2 separate regions of the Sus scrofa genome follow, and region 2 is linked to region 1. A link is a contact called in public HiChIP or PLAC-seq data. All regions are on one chromosome and are shown on one strand. The core of a region is the stretch at or near the end of the contact, and the rest is flanking DNA. Distances in the headings are between cores, read along the strand shown. Region 1 overlaps HPS5 (HPS5, biogenesis of lysosomal organelles complex 2 subunit 2). Region 2 holds the start of SERGEF (secretion-regulating guanine nucleotide exchange factor).

Region 1 (5,991 bases), core at 3,436-5,935:
AACGATCTGGCGTTGCCGTGAGCTGTGGTGTAGGCCGGTGGCTACAGCTCCGATTCGACCCCTAGCCTGGGAACCTCCATATGCCGCGGGAGCGGCCCAAAGAAATAGCAAAAAGACAAAAAAAAAAGAATTAAGTTTCCTAATGAAAAGTAGTTTTTTAGGTCTTTTCATGATGTTCTGCCAAGACAGATTTTTTTTCACGAACTGTTTGTTGGTTTATATACTGTGTTTGAAATCCATTCATTGACATCAGATTATAACTCTTAGAAATGTTACTCTATTGGCATCTAATGTAAAGTGCCCTCTTTTATTTATTTATTTATTTACTTATTTATTTAGTGGCTGCACTGCAGCATATGGAAGTTCCCAGGCTGGGAATCGAACCAGAACCACTGTAGAGACAACACTGGTTTAGGGGAAGTCTAAAATGCCCTCTTTTAAAGTCCCAATTTTTTTTCACATAAACTAGCATTTTTAAATACAGGGTTTTAGATCAGAGAGATGTGTTTCTTTCTCTGATATCTTTCATCCTTAATCTTTTTAGAATACTGTCTAAAATATGATTTCTTCATTGAAATGCAAGTGTAAAGTAGAGGTGAGGAATTCCCTGGAGGCTGAGCAGGTTAAGGATCTGGTGTCACTGCTACGGCTCTGGTTGCAGCTGTGGTACGGATTCAATTCCTGGCCTGAGACTTCTGCATGCTGCAGGTGAACCAAAAAAAACCAAAAACAAAAACAAAACAAAAAAAACAGGGGTAAAATTTAATCAAGCCGAACCCTATGTAAAAAATGAATTTATTAGAATAATATCAACCGTTGCAAAAATGGAAAAGGAGTATTTGGTTACCATCCTGCATGTTCACCCCTGTGGTTTTTGTAGATATTCAGGATGTGGCTGTCTGCAAGAATGAGCTGTTCTGTTTGCACCTAAACGGGAAGGTTTCCCATCTTTCCCTATTATCTGTGGAACGCTGTGTGGAACGCCTGCTGAGGAGAGGCCTGTGGAACCTGGCTGCTCGAACTTGCTGTCTTTTCCAAAATTCTATCATTGCCAGCAGGGTGAGTCAGAGAGCTTGCAAATTTATCTGGATTGTTAAAACCATTCTACTTTGCAGGATTATGCTACAGAATTGCTTGTCTTTATTATCCTATAGATTAAGCAGCAATAAATCCCCAAAGAAAGCATGACAGATAAATCTGAAGTGGGGAATAAGGGTGAGAAGAGGGTGTACTTTGCATTTAAAAAAAAAAATTCAAATTTATGTACAAATGTATTTGAATTTCAATAAATTTAAATGAAATTATTGTGTACAGTAACTCTTAATTCTTAATTCCTAAGAAAATTCTTATTTTTTTTGGCTATACCCATGGCATATGGACGTTCCTAAGCCAGGGATAGAATCTAGGCTGCAGCTGCATCAGCACCGGATCCTTAACCCACTGTGCTGTGCCTGGGATTGAACCTGCACTTCGGCAGTGACCTGAGCTGCTGCAGTCGGATCCTTAAACCACTCCCACAGTGGAAACTCATCATTTACTAGCTTGTTAATAAACCTTTTTTTTTTTTTTTTTGGCTGTATCTGTGCATGTGGAAGTTCCTGGGCCAGGAATCGAACCCACACCATATCAGTGACCTGAGCCACCCCACATGCTGCATTGACAACACAAGATCCTTAACCTACTGCACCACTGAGGACTCCTTGTTAAGCCTTGTTAAGCTCTTCCATTGGGTTTCTACTTGTCCTTTTATTAGGGAAGAAAAAGTTTGACTATAGATAAACTGGAACATTTGAAATCTCAGCTGGACTCAGCAACCTATGGTGATCTGATTTCTCAACTGGAAGATCTGATCTTAAAATTTGAACCTTTGGATTCAGCTTGTAGCAGTAGAAGAAGCTCCATTTCATCACATGTAGGTATTTTCACTTTTAAAAGAGATTTACTTTACAGTATGATTTTTTCTTATTAGGTTGTGCTCACTTACCTCTAAGATCCCAAAACTTAGCTTCCTTTCCATGTTGTATATTGGTGGAGTTGGGGAATGTCAAGAGGGCCTTTCTTTCAGCTTTTGGGCAGCCCTGTGAAGCCTTCATTTAGGTGTGTCTTAGAACTGCATTATATTCTGTTCAAAAATGTACCTCACAAAGCCTCCAGCACAACTTAAGTTGCTCCTAATACGTGGTTTAGATGCATCATGCTAGCTTCTGTCTCAGTGCAACTCAAGATTGTCTCATTTAATCCCCATTCTCACTGCCAGACTTTATGGAGACCAGCCACGAACATATGACTGGACCCAGCTGCCGGGCACCTAGTCTTTGCTCACCAGTTTGTTTTAATAAGCCATAATTATGTTTTTGACTTACTACTGTTCGTGTTGGCTTTTCCCTTAAAAAGCTATACCGTATTACAAAAGTTTTACTTGGAGTTTTAATTCTTTTTCTTTTTAGGAAAGTTTCAGCATCTTGGACTCTGGTATTTATCGTATCATTAGCAGTAGAAGAGGCAGTCAGTCTGATGAAGACTCCTGTTCCCTTCACAGCCAAACCTCTCAGAAGATGAGAGACTTAAAGAATTCACCACACATCAAGAAGAGGACCAACCAGATCAGTGTTTCGGCTCACATGCAAATGAAGGTGATGAATGTGTCTTTCATTGGTTGCGGATGTGAAACAGTTATTTGCTGTGACTTCCTTTTGCTAAGATTATCTCATGCATGGAGTTTTCTGTCAGGTGTTAATCATTCTCCTAAGTTGATAGTCTTTCCATCCAGCCCTGTTGATCTATTCACCACTGGAAGAATGGGCTTATGTTTAGTTGGGTCTCCCCCCACCCCATGTTTAGGCTGACATTGGTAAAGTACCTAATTTTGATCAAGCATCAGAGTGCTGGAAAGGTTAAGAAGGGAAATCATTAACCAAAAGAGTGGGCCGATTTTATCCTGACTAACCAAATTATTTTCCGTTAGGAGTGAAAAATTACTACAGTTTTGGGTGTCATCGCCGTCACTTTTCAATGTTCAGTATTCCTGTGACCGAACTATTGAGAAGAGAGTAATAGAGACTCTAAACTTCTTTTGTGACTTATGGGGATTCAGAGTTAGTAGGAGGAATGAAGGTACCTGTCGCAGTGTTTTATAATGTGGACCATCCCATGCATCTTGTAAGCCTGTGCTCCACTCATTTGGGTTTGGTCCCTTGTGATTTTAGTATTGAATGCTTCATTTCCTTTGCTTTATTCATTTCGGGATTTCTTTAAAGATTAAAAAACTCTTCATGTGAGGAGATTTTATTTCTCTTCCCTGTTCCATTCATCAGACAATGTTTCTCATGGTCCAGTGACGTCTGAGACAGAAAAGAATGAAACTTTTCTCCCCTTCGGCATTCCATTATCATTTCGTTCTCCATCTCCTCTTGTGTCTCTTCAGGCTGTCAAGGAAAGGTAAACGAATTAGTTCTGTCATTTAATCCCATTTCTCATTTTACCTCAGATGTCATATTAGGTGGTTTTGCACTGAGGATGGAAAGCTATTTTGAATGAGGAAAAAGAAAGTCTCTAGATTATTCCTCATAGAGCTTGTTATGAAGCTGTTGTTTCTTATTTCAATCTTGGGAAGTTTAGTTTTCCTCTTTGTTTGAGTACATGAATATTTGAGTTGTTAAAAATGTGTTCCCCACCCCCAGACTAAGCAAAAGTTTAAAAGTCTGTTTTTTCTTCATCTCTGATAAGACCAGTTAACACATACCGGCCATTATTTAATCATTTCTCAATTTGGGCTGAGAATTGGAGACTCTTCAGAAGTCCTTCCATTGATTTTTCCATGGGCTCAGGATGGACATTTGACTTTGAAAGAGAAGACTTTGTGCAGCTATTTAACTGTTAAATTTGAGTCTTTCTGGATATAAAATTTGTTTTTTAAGAAGTTTATATTGGAGTTTCTGTCGTGGCGCAGTGGCTAACGAATCCAACTAGGAACCATGAGGTTGTGGGTTCCATCCCTGGCCTCACTCAGTGGTTTAAGGATCCAGTGTTGCTATGAGCTGTGGTGTAGGTTGCAGATGCGGCTTGGATCCTGAGTTGCTATGGCTCTGGCTTAGGCTGGTGGCTACAGCCCGATTCGACCCCTAGCCTGGGACCCTCCATATGCCATGGGAGCCGCACTAGAAAAGGCAAAAAAAGACAAAAAAAAAAAAAAAAGAAAAGAAAAAGGTTATATTGTGACAACTTGAGGAAATTCTTTGGCTAGGGTGGGGCAGGTAATTATGTGACTTCCTTAGCCTAAGTGGACAGAACATTGCAAGCTCAGCTGGAGTTAAGGACCTTTTCTTTAGGACTGATTAAAGTAGGTTAGTAAATGAAGTGAATCCTCATTGTATTACAGATTTTACACAGGCCTGATGTGAAATATGTACCTGATTAGGAAGTTGCTATAGGGTCTTTCATTTTTAGTAAGTCCAAGCTACCTTCAGGACTAACAGGAATATAGAGAACTTAGGTACTGAGATTTTCATTCTTGGCAGTAATGAGGTTTTTTTTTTTTTCTTATTTGTTTGTTGGTATTTGACTTCCAGTGTTTCTAGCTTGTGCGTAAAACTACTGAAAAGATTGGCACCCTTCATACAAGTCCTGATCTGAAAGTGAGACCAGAAGCCAGGGGTGATGAGCAGTCATGTGAAGAGGACATGAGTTCAGTCACTTGCCCAGAGGAGGAAGTCACTGAGTAAGCATAGAGATTTGTGTGAATTCTAGAGGAGTCAGCTGTCATTTGAAGAGAGCCATAAACATGTCTTTTGGAAAAAGGCACATATATGACCCTGTTCATTGTAGATTATTTGTGTAGCTTATGAAAATTGTAAACACCACAAAGTAAGTGATGGAAAATTATATCAATTCACAGTAAGTCTATGGAGACAGAATTTTAATTTACATCTCTTCCATCTTTCCTCTGAACAACCTCCCTCACCTCCAGATCTCTTCAAACTTTTGGGATGTTAGAGGAGTATGGGAGTAAGAGTAGGATGACCATGGATCTAGGCCTTGTTCCTGGATCTACTTCTGACTAGCATGTGACTTTGTGACTAATGCTCTCTGGTCTGTAAAATGAGAGTGTTAGCATTGATGTCGTCATGTACCTTCCTGTGATATGCTGGTGGCATAGTCCTTATGTAGTGGAGTTGTATAGCAGAGCCCTTGGTCTGGCACAGTGAGAAGGCTATCACTCTGGTCTCTGCCTTTTCTCATAGTTCTGGGGATCTGGGCATTGGAGGCAAGCAAGCTCAGCACTCACCCAGCATTGAGATAGACCCACCCAGGGCCAGATGAAAGAAAAGTGTGTTATCCTTTGAGTAACTTAGTGAATCTGTGTGTGTGTGTGTGTGTGTGTGTGTGTGAGTGTGTGAGAGAGAGAGAGAGAGAGTATGTGAGCGAGAGAGAGAGAAGTACTGATAGTGCTGTGGCATTTAAGGCAGCCTCAGTCTGACTTGACCCACCCTTCCCGCCTCATTTCCAACCACATCCTGTAAGTGCTCTAAATTCCAGTCCTGTCTGAGAACTGGGTGTGTACACCTCACTACTTTCCTTCATGCTTTTCCTTTTCCCCACTTGCTGTATTTCCTCCCACCCCAATTTTTCCTAATGCAAATCCACTTCCTCCGGAAAGCTTCTCTTGATTGCCTAGTCAGAGTCATTATTCCTTTGTTCTGTGCTTTAGAGCACAGTGCTTGTGCTGTTCGTTAACATTGTTTTATTCCCTTTTATGTTACAATTGTTTTCTTGCCTTTCTTTCTGACTCTGACTTGAATTTATCTTGAGGTCATGAACCTTTTTTTGTATTCATCTGTTTGCCTCATGCTACATTAAGTACAATACCTACCATTTAGTGGACACTTAGGGATATTGGCCTAAGGAAGCTCTAATCCCCTCTAACTCTTTTCACAATTTTCTAGGGGAAAAGAAGAAGTAGTCAGTCAGCCTCCAGAGGAAGACAAATTCCAA
Region 2 (6,098 bases), core at 263-2,762, 190 kb after region 1:
CTGGAAGGGCAAAGGTGAGATGCTGCCCTCAAGCGGTCATAGACAGAAACACCAAGCAATGAGTGGAGTTAGAGACACTTCCCAAGGCTTCCCAGGCTAAGGGGTGAATATAGATTATCGTCTTTAATGTGACCTCATTTGTTCCCACAAGACAGTGTGTGTCTTGGAATATGTGGGTTATGTACAAAAAAGTAAATAAAAATCACCTCTAATCCACCACCCAGTGTGTGTGTGTGTGTGTGTGTAAAATTGGTATAATATTTACTTTAATCATGAACATTTCCCTTATTTGCTCTCTTCCAGAACATTTTTTTTAATGGTAGTCTATTATTCAATTGCATGGCTATACAATTTAATCAACTTGTTTTTTGACTTTCAGGTGGTTTCTAAATTCTTTACTATTATATGTAACCCCATAATGAATAAAGTGCAGTCTAAGAGTTTGCGCATAGTTCCAATTTTTTTTCTTGTGGTAAATGAACAGAAGTGGAATCACTAGCTAAATATCTATCCAAATATCTATCCTGGTATTGTCACATTTTCCTTCAGGAAAATTGTACTTATTTGCCACCAGCAGTGTATGAGGGTGTATGATAAAAGCCATTTTATATGAAAATCTTTGTTGGGTGAAAATTATCCAGTTATTATCTACGTTATCACCTTTATTATCAGAATTCGGGCCAGGACCATGCTGGGAGCTCTGAGGGTTAGAAGGCTGCTCTGGCAGGAATCGAACCAGCCTTCTTTTTGGGTGTCTGGGGTGTGAGTTCTTGCTCAGGGCCAGGCGCTGAGGGCGACACCAACGATTTGACCCTACACTCGCCCATCAGGAAGCTCCGTCTGATTTTGCAAACTGCACACCAAAGCAAGCCTAAGACACTGGGTCAGGACACTTTCCACCCCCTCCCAGGCTTAATTTCTTCCCCATCAGATGATGATGCAATCCCAGTCCTGTCAGCCACTCTGCGCTGTCGTGGGATCTAAGGAGATAAAAACCCGAAGGAGCTTTGCGAACTGTTGAGCGTAGTGCACTCGTATAGAATTATTACTAAAAATAAAGAGTGTGAGCGGAGGGAAGAAGAGGCAGAGCGCCTGGCGAGACAGGAGGCCGGGGGCGGAGACGCTCCGAGCGCGCCCCGGCTGGTGACTGGGAGGCGGCTCCAGGGGCCGCTGCTCGGCTCCAGCCGGCTCCGGGTTATTGGCGGCAAAAGCGCGTGGTGCCCCCCGCCCCCTCCCCTACACCGACTTCTCAAAACCACCGACCCTTCCCCTTGCAGGTCTCTCACCCCCAGTCACCCCTTTCCCTCCCCCGCGCCGGCCCCTCCTCTGGGAGCACACCCCTGCCCCTGCCGCTGCCCCCAGCCCCCTGCCCCTACCCCTGTGCCGCCCGCTCCCCGAAGAGCCCCGCCTCCGCGCCGACACCTCCCTACCGCAGACCCCTCCCAGACTTGACCCACACCCCTCGTCACCAATCCCTCCCCCGCGCCAGCCCCTCCTCCTGGGAGCCCCGCCCACGCGCCAGCCCCTCCCGGAAGCGCCCGCGGAGCATTCCCGCATGGAGCGCGAGCCGAGCGCCTCGGAGGCCGCCCCACCTGCGACCGCGCTCTTCGCCTGGGTACGTGACTCCGCCTTCGGGCCCGGGCCGCTGGGACTGAGGGGCGCCCGGACGCTGGGAGCTCCCGGCTGCGGCGTGGGCGGTACTGGGGCCCCGCGGCCGAGGTCCGAGCAGGGCTCTGCGTTGGAGGATCCTGGGCTGGGGGCTGAGGAAGAGAGGGCAGTGCGGGGCTGTGCGGAGCGGGGGTGGGAGGGAGAGGAAGAGTCTTCACCCGGGTGACTTAGGGGCTTCTGGCTGGTGGGGTCCCTACCGGAGGGGCTGCGGCGCCTCCGGGACGGTGCGTCTGGTTCCGCGACAGACTTCAGGCCCGGGTAGCGCCGGGAAAGACGGAGCGCAGGGCTCTGTGGAGGGAGGCTCGTCCAGTCCTGGAGCCCCGTGGGGCCACCTGTGCTCCCCCCACCCCTCCGCACTGCTGGGAGAATATAGGCCTTTCCCCAGCCCCACCCCAGCCTGGTCGGAGCATCCTTTGGTGTGAGGCCTGCGGTGATGGGCCGTGCACAAGGCAGAGACCCTGCATAGTTGCTGATATTCGCCTGTGACTGGATCTTGTCTGCCTTGAGGGGTGGGAGTCCGCGCTGGTGTTGGTTTGAAGGGAGCGCTGAGAGACAGGGTTATCTGTATGTATGGTGGCTGGGAGAGAGAGAGTGTGTGCACAGCAATGTGTGGCTGGCATTTGAGCAGATGCAGGAACAAGCAGAGGTAGTGTCTTGTAATTCTTCATAGCCTATGATTGTAATGAAATGTGTAACTTGTTAATGTCCGTCTCCTTGGTTAGAACGTTAAGTGTCATGAGGGTGGGTACTGTGCCTGTCTTGAATAGCGGCTGCCTGTGCCTGGCACATTGTAAGGTGCTCAGTACATACTTGTTGGCTAATGAATGAATCAATGAGTACCTGTTGTGTGCCAAGCTAGGTGCTGGTTTTTGGGAAAAACTCAAGTGTGAAAGACTTCAGCTATCCTGTTGGGGGTTGGGGGAGAGAGGGGGAGAATAAAATTTTTATTGCTGTTAAAACCTGTATGTATTGAGTAATCACAGCATGGTGATTATCAGTACCAGGCAACATTTATTAACTGTAAGACGTCTGCACACTGGCAGAAAGGAGAGCATGATGTGACCTGAGGTAGTCTGGCTGTCTCTGTGTCTCTGCGGTAGCATTTGAGCTGGGGTGGAATTGGGGATTGAATACATGCCTGGGGTGGGTGCTTTTTGCAAGACAGACATTGGGGTCTCTGTGGACAGAGGAAATGTCTGATAGAAAAAGCCTTTCCCATATGGCCTTGTCAGTACTGAGGCAAAAATATTGTTGAACCCAACCTCATTGCTGTGCTTGGAGGCTTGATGGTGTGTTCTTCCTGTTGCATTGCATTATCTGTGCGGAGGGGTGTATTAGTTTGCTAGGGCTGCCATAATAAAATATCACAGACTGAGAGGCTTAAACAATGAAAATTTATTTTTTTCACAGTTCTGGAGGGTAGAAGTCCAAGATCAAGGTATCAGCAGGTTTAATTTCATCTGGGGCCTGTCTCTTTAGCTTATAGATGGCCTGCTGCTTGCTGTGTCCTCAGGTGGCTTTTTCTGTGGGTGGGAGCAACCCTGTTTTTCTTCTTGTAAGGATTCCAGTCATATTGGATTAGGGACCCACTCTTATGACCTTGTTGAACCTGAACTACCTTTTTAAACACCCTGTCTTCAGATAGAGTCACATTTGGAGGCACTGGAGGTTGGGTAAGAATTTCAACAAATGAATTTCAGCAGAACACAATTCTATTCATAACAAGATGATTTGCCCTTTTGGCGGGTGTGTGTGTGTGTGTGTGTGTGTGTGTGATGTCTGGGGTTTTTGTAAGAAAAGGAGGCAAATACAGCTGTAATAGGTTGTGTTAAATTTTGTTTTGCTTTATAATGGATTTAGGGCCTCTTGCGGCATTACAAAAATTTGGTGCTATAATTTGAATCCCATGATGCTGGTGTATCACTCTTTTCAGCAGCCTGTAGTCCTGGTGATGGGGCAGCCATGGAGATCTCATGGCTAACAGAGAAATCCTGTGTACATGCTCTCATTTCACACTGTGTGTGTCTTTCATGCGATTTTTCTTAGGTAGGGACTCATGGGGTCTTATATTCATTCACTGTAAATTATATGCACACGTTCTCTGGGCCAGCATTGTTTCAGATGCAAGGAAAATAGCATTGAGCCAACCAAAGTTCCTGCCCTCATGGACTTTACTTTTTAGTAGGAGAGGTAGATCGTGAACAAGTAAACATAATGCAATGTCAGAGAGTGCTTTGAAGAAAAGTAAAGCGGATAAAAGGCATAAAGTGATGGGGTGTTATTTTAGATAGATGTGTACAGTTAGCTTCCTGCTAGGTAAGCCCTAGGCTGGTTCACCAGATATCCCTTTTTTCTTTATTCTTAGAGACACAATATGGTATAATGAAAGGAGTGGGGCATTCAACTTGTGGCCTACTTAGCTGTGTGACCATGGAAAGTTACTTAACCTCTCTGAGCCTTAGTTTCTTCATCTGTGGAATGAGAATAATAATGCCCTCTTTTCTATTGTGAGAATTAAAGGTGAATGCCCAGCACACAGAGAAACAGTCAGTAGTTGGTAGCTAATATTGCCCCGAGGGCCTCCGGGACCTGTGTCCCTGCATGGCTTGCTCTGCCAGCATGGAGTCCTTGCAGCCCAGGACAGCTGTGGAAGAGATCACAAGGTGCAGGAGTCAGTATGTATGTATGCATTTTTCGTAGTTATTTTAAATCATTTTTCCTCCCTCACAAGTCTTTAAAAACAACCACATTTAAAAGGTTTTACTGCTCATCTTTAGGAAGAACCAGCCAGTAGTAGGTGGTTGGAGAAATGATAAGGATTTCCAACATTTAAAAAAATCCTCGGAGTTCCCGTCGTGGCGCAGTGGTTAACGAATCCGACTAGGAACCATGAGGTTGCGGGTTCGGTCCCTGCCCTTGCTCAGTGGGTTAACGATCTGGTGTTGCCGTGAACTGTGGTGTAGGTTGCAGACGCGGCTCGGATCCTGAGTTGCTGTGGCTCTGGCGTAGGCCGGTGGCTACAGCTCCGATTCAACCCCTAGCCTGGGAACCTCCATATGCTGTGGGAGCGGCCCAAGAAATAGCAACAACAACAACAACAACAACAAAAAGACAAAAGACAAAAAAAAAAAAAAAAAAAAAATCCTCCCTGCAGGTCCATGTCCCTTATCTTCAAATTTGAAGACAAAAAGCTCAAATCCAGAGCTGACCTGACATAAGGTTGTGTATAGTCTTTGCCCACAACTGTGAGTATTCGTACCATTTACGGCAGAAATCAAACTGTTTTCCTTATGGGGTGCTGCTCCCAGACCTTGCAGCAGTGTATATGATTTATATACTGTATTCCTTGTCTAGAGTCTATAAAATGCTGAGTCTGAAATACACCTGGCTGCAAGGGTTTCAGATTAGGGATTCTGGACCTTTATCATATAATAACAATGACAAACGTATTGCCCACTGAGGGGAAATGTGTTTCCTTAGAGGAATCTCACCACGCGAATCTTACAGACACGAAACATTGGACTTAGAAAAGCCCTTGGAGATCATTGCCAACCTCTCTCACTATACAAAGGAGATAAGAGATGTGCCCCTCTTGAGGGCACGAAGTCCTTAGCCAGCTTTGATTCTGGAAAGTCCTTGCCAGTGAGGGTGTGGGGAGAAGTGCATTGCCCATCCACTTTGTTCCCATTTGTCCTCATTATTTCTTCCCTTAGCCTTCCTAGCTGATTAGCTGTTATCAGAAGGGACTCCTATGCTGTCCCCCAAAGGCAGCACATGCATTTTGGAGCCTCAGAAGGGGAAGGTGAAAGTACCACTGGATGAGTCGTGGATGCTGAGGGTTCCTCTCACATGGACATTGTGGTGTACTGGGGATGGGGTCACTGTCCAAGTATGGGGCGCATATAACAGCTTTTTTTTTTCCTTTCTTTTTAGGGCCACACCTGTGGCATATGGAAGTTCCCAGGCCAGGAGTCGAATCAGAGCTGCAGCTGCCCACCTACACCACAGCCAGATCCTAGCTGCATCTGTGACCTACACCACAGCTCTCGGCAATACTGGATCCTTAACCTGCTCAGTGAGACCAGAGATTGAGCTTGCATCCTCATGGATACTAGTCGGGTTCTTAAGCTGCTGAACCACAACGGGAACTCCTAAACCGCTTCTTAAGAATGAGCCTGTGAAATCTCATCTCTTACAGGTCTGAGAGGTTATGTCAGGGTGAGAAAGATGGGAACAGGTAAATTCAAGGGGACAGTTGGATTGGAGTTCCCAGACTTTTTCATCTTTGGCTTATTTTATCCCTAGGGTGCAAATAGCTATGGGCAACTTGGCCTTGGCCACAAGGAAGATGTGCTTTTGCCCCAGCAACTGAGTGAATTCTGTAAACCTGGATGTGTCAAGAGGATCACGGGAGGAGGGGGCCACTCTGC

The links. HiChIP or PLAC-seq counts read pairs in DNA pulled down with a chosen protein or histone mark.
Region 2: a contact with region 1 is called in an H3K27ac HiChIP or PLAC-seq map of alveolar macrophages. The contact joins the promoter of SERGEF here to the enhancer-like site in region 1. A contact is called at or near these places in 1 of 5 promoter capture datasets (liver), 12 of 47 Hi-C or Micro-C datasets (alveolar macrophages, brain, embryonic fibroblasts and 6 more) and 1 of 2 datasets of contacts at active chromatin or transcription factors (alveolar macrophages).

The regions. Positions count from the first base shown.
Region 1 is chr2:40,919,601-40,925,591 of Sscrofa11.1, forward strand. It overlaps HPS5 (HPS5, biogenesis of lysosomal organelles complex 2 subunit 2), which reads left to right. Exons shown (of 25, transcript NM_001098603.2): 10 at 881-1,059; 11 at 1,754-1,912; 12 at 2,448-2,543; 13 at 2,546-2,633; 14 at 3,315-3,438; 15 at 4,569-4,578; 16 at 4,581-4,717; 17 at 5,943-5,991. Among named protein-coding and RNA genes, the nearest start is that of HPS5, 16 kb to the left of the region's middle. Within about 2 kb of position 4,686, at least 20 of the 83 cell types and tissues checked have an H3K27ac peak or open chromatin away from gene starts, as enhancers often do. A contact at or near this core is called in alveolar macrophages and liver, where this site is marked.
Region 2 is chr2:41,112,662-41,118,759 of Sscrofa11.1, forward strand. It overlaps SERGEF (secretion-regulating guanine nucleotide exchange factor), which reads left to right and starts at 1,513. Exons shown (of 12, transcript XR_301734.3): 1 at 1,513-1,615; 2 at 5,974-6,098.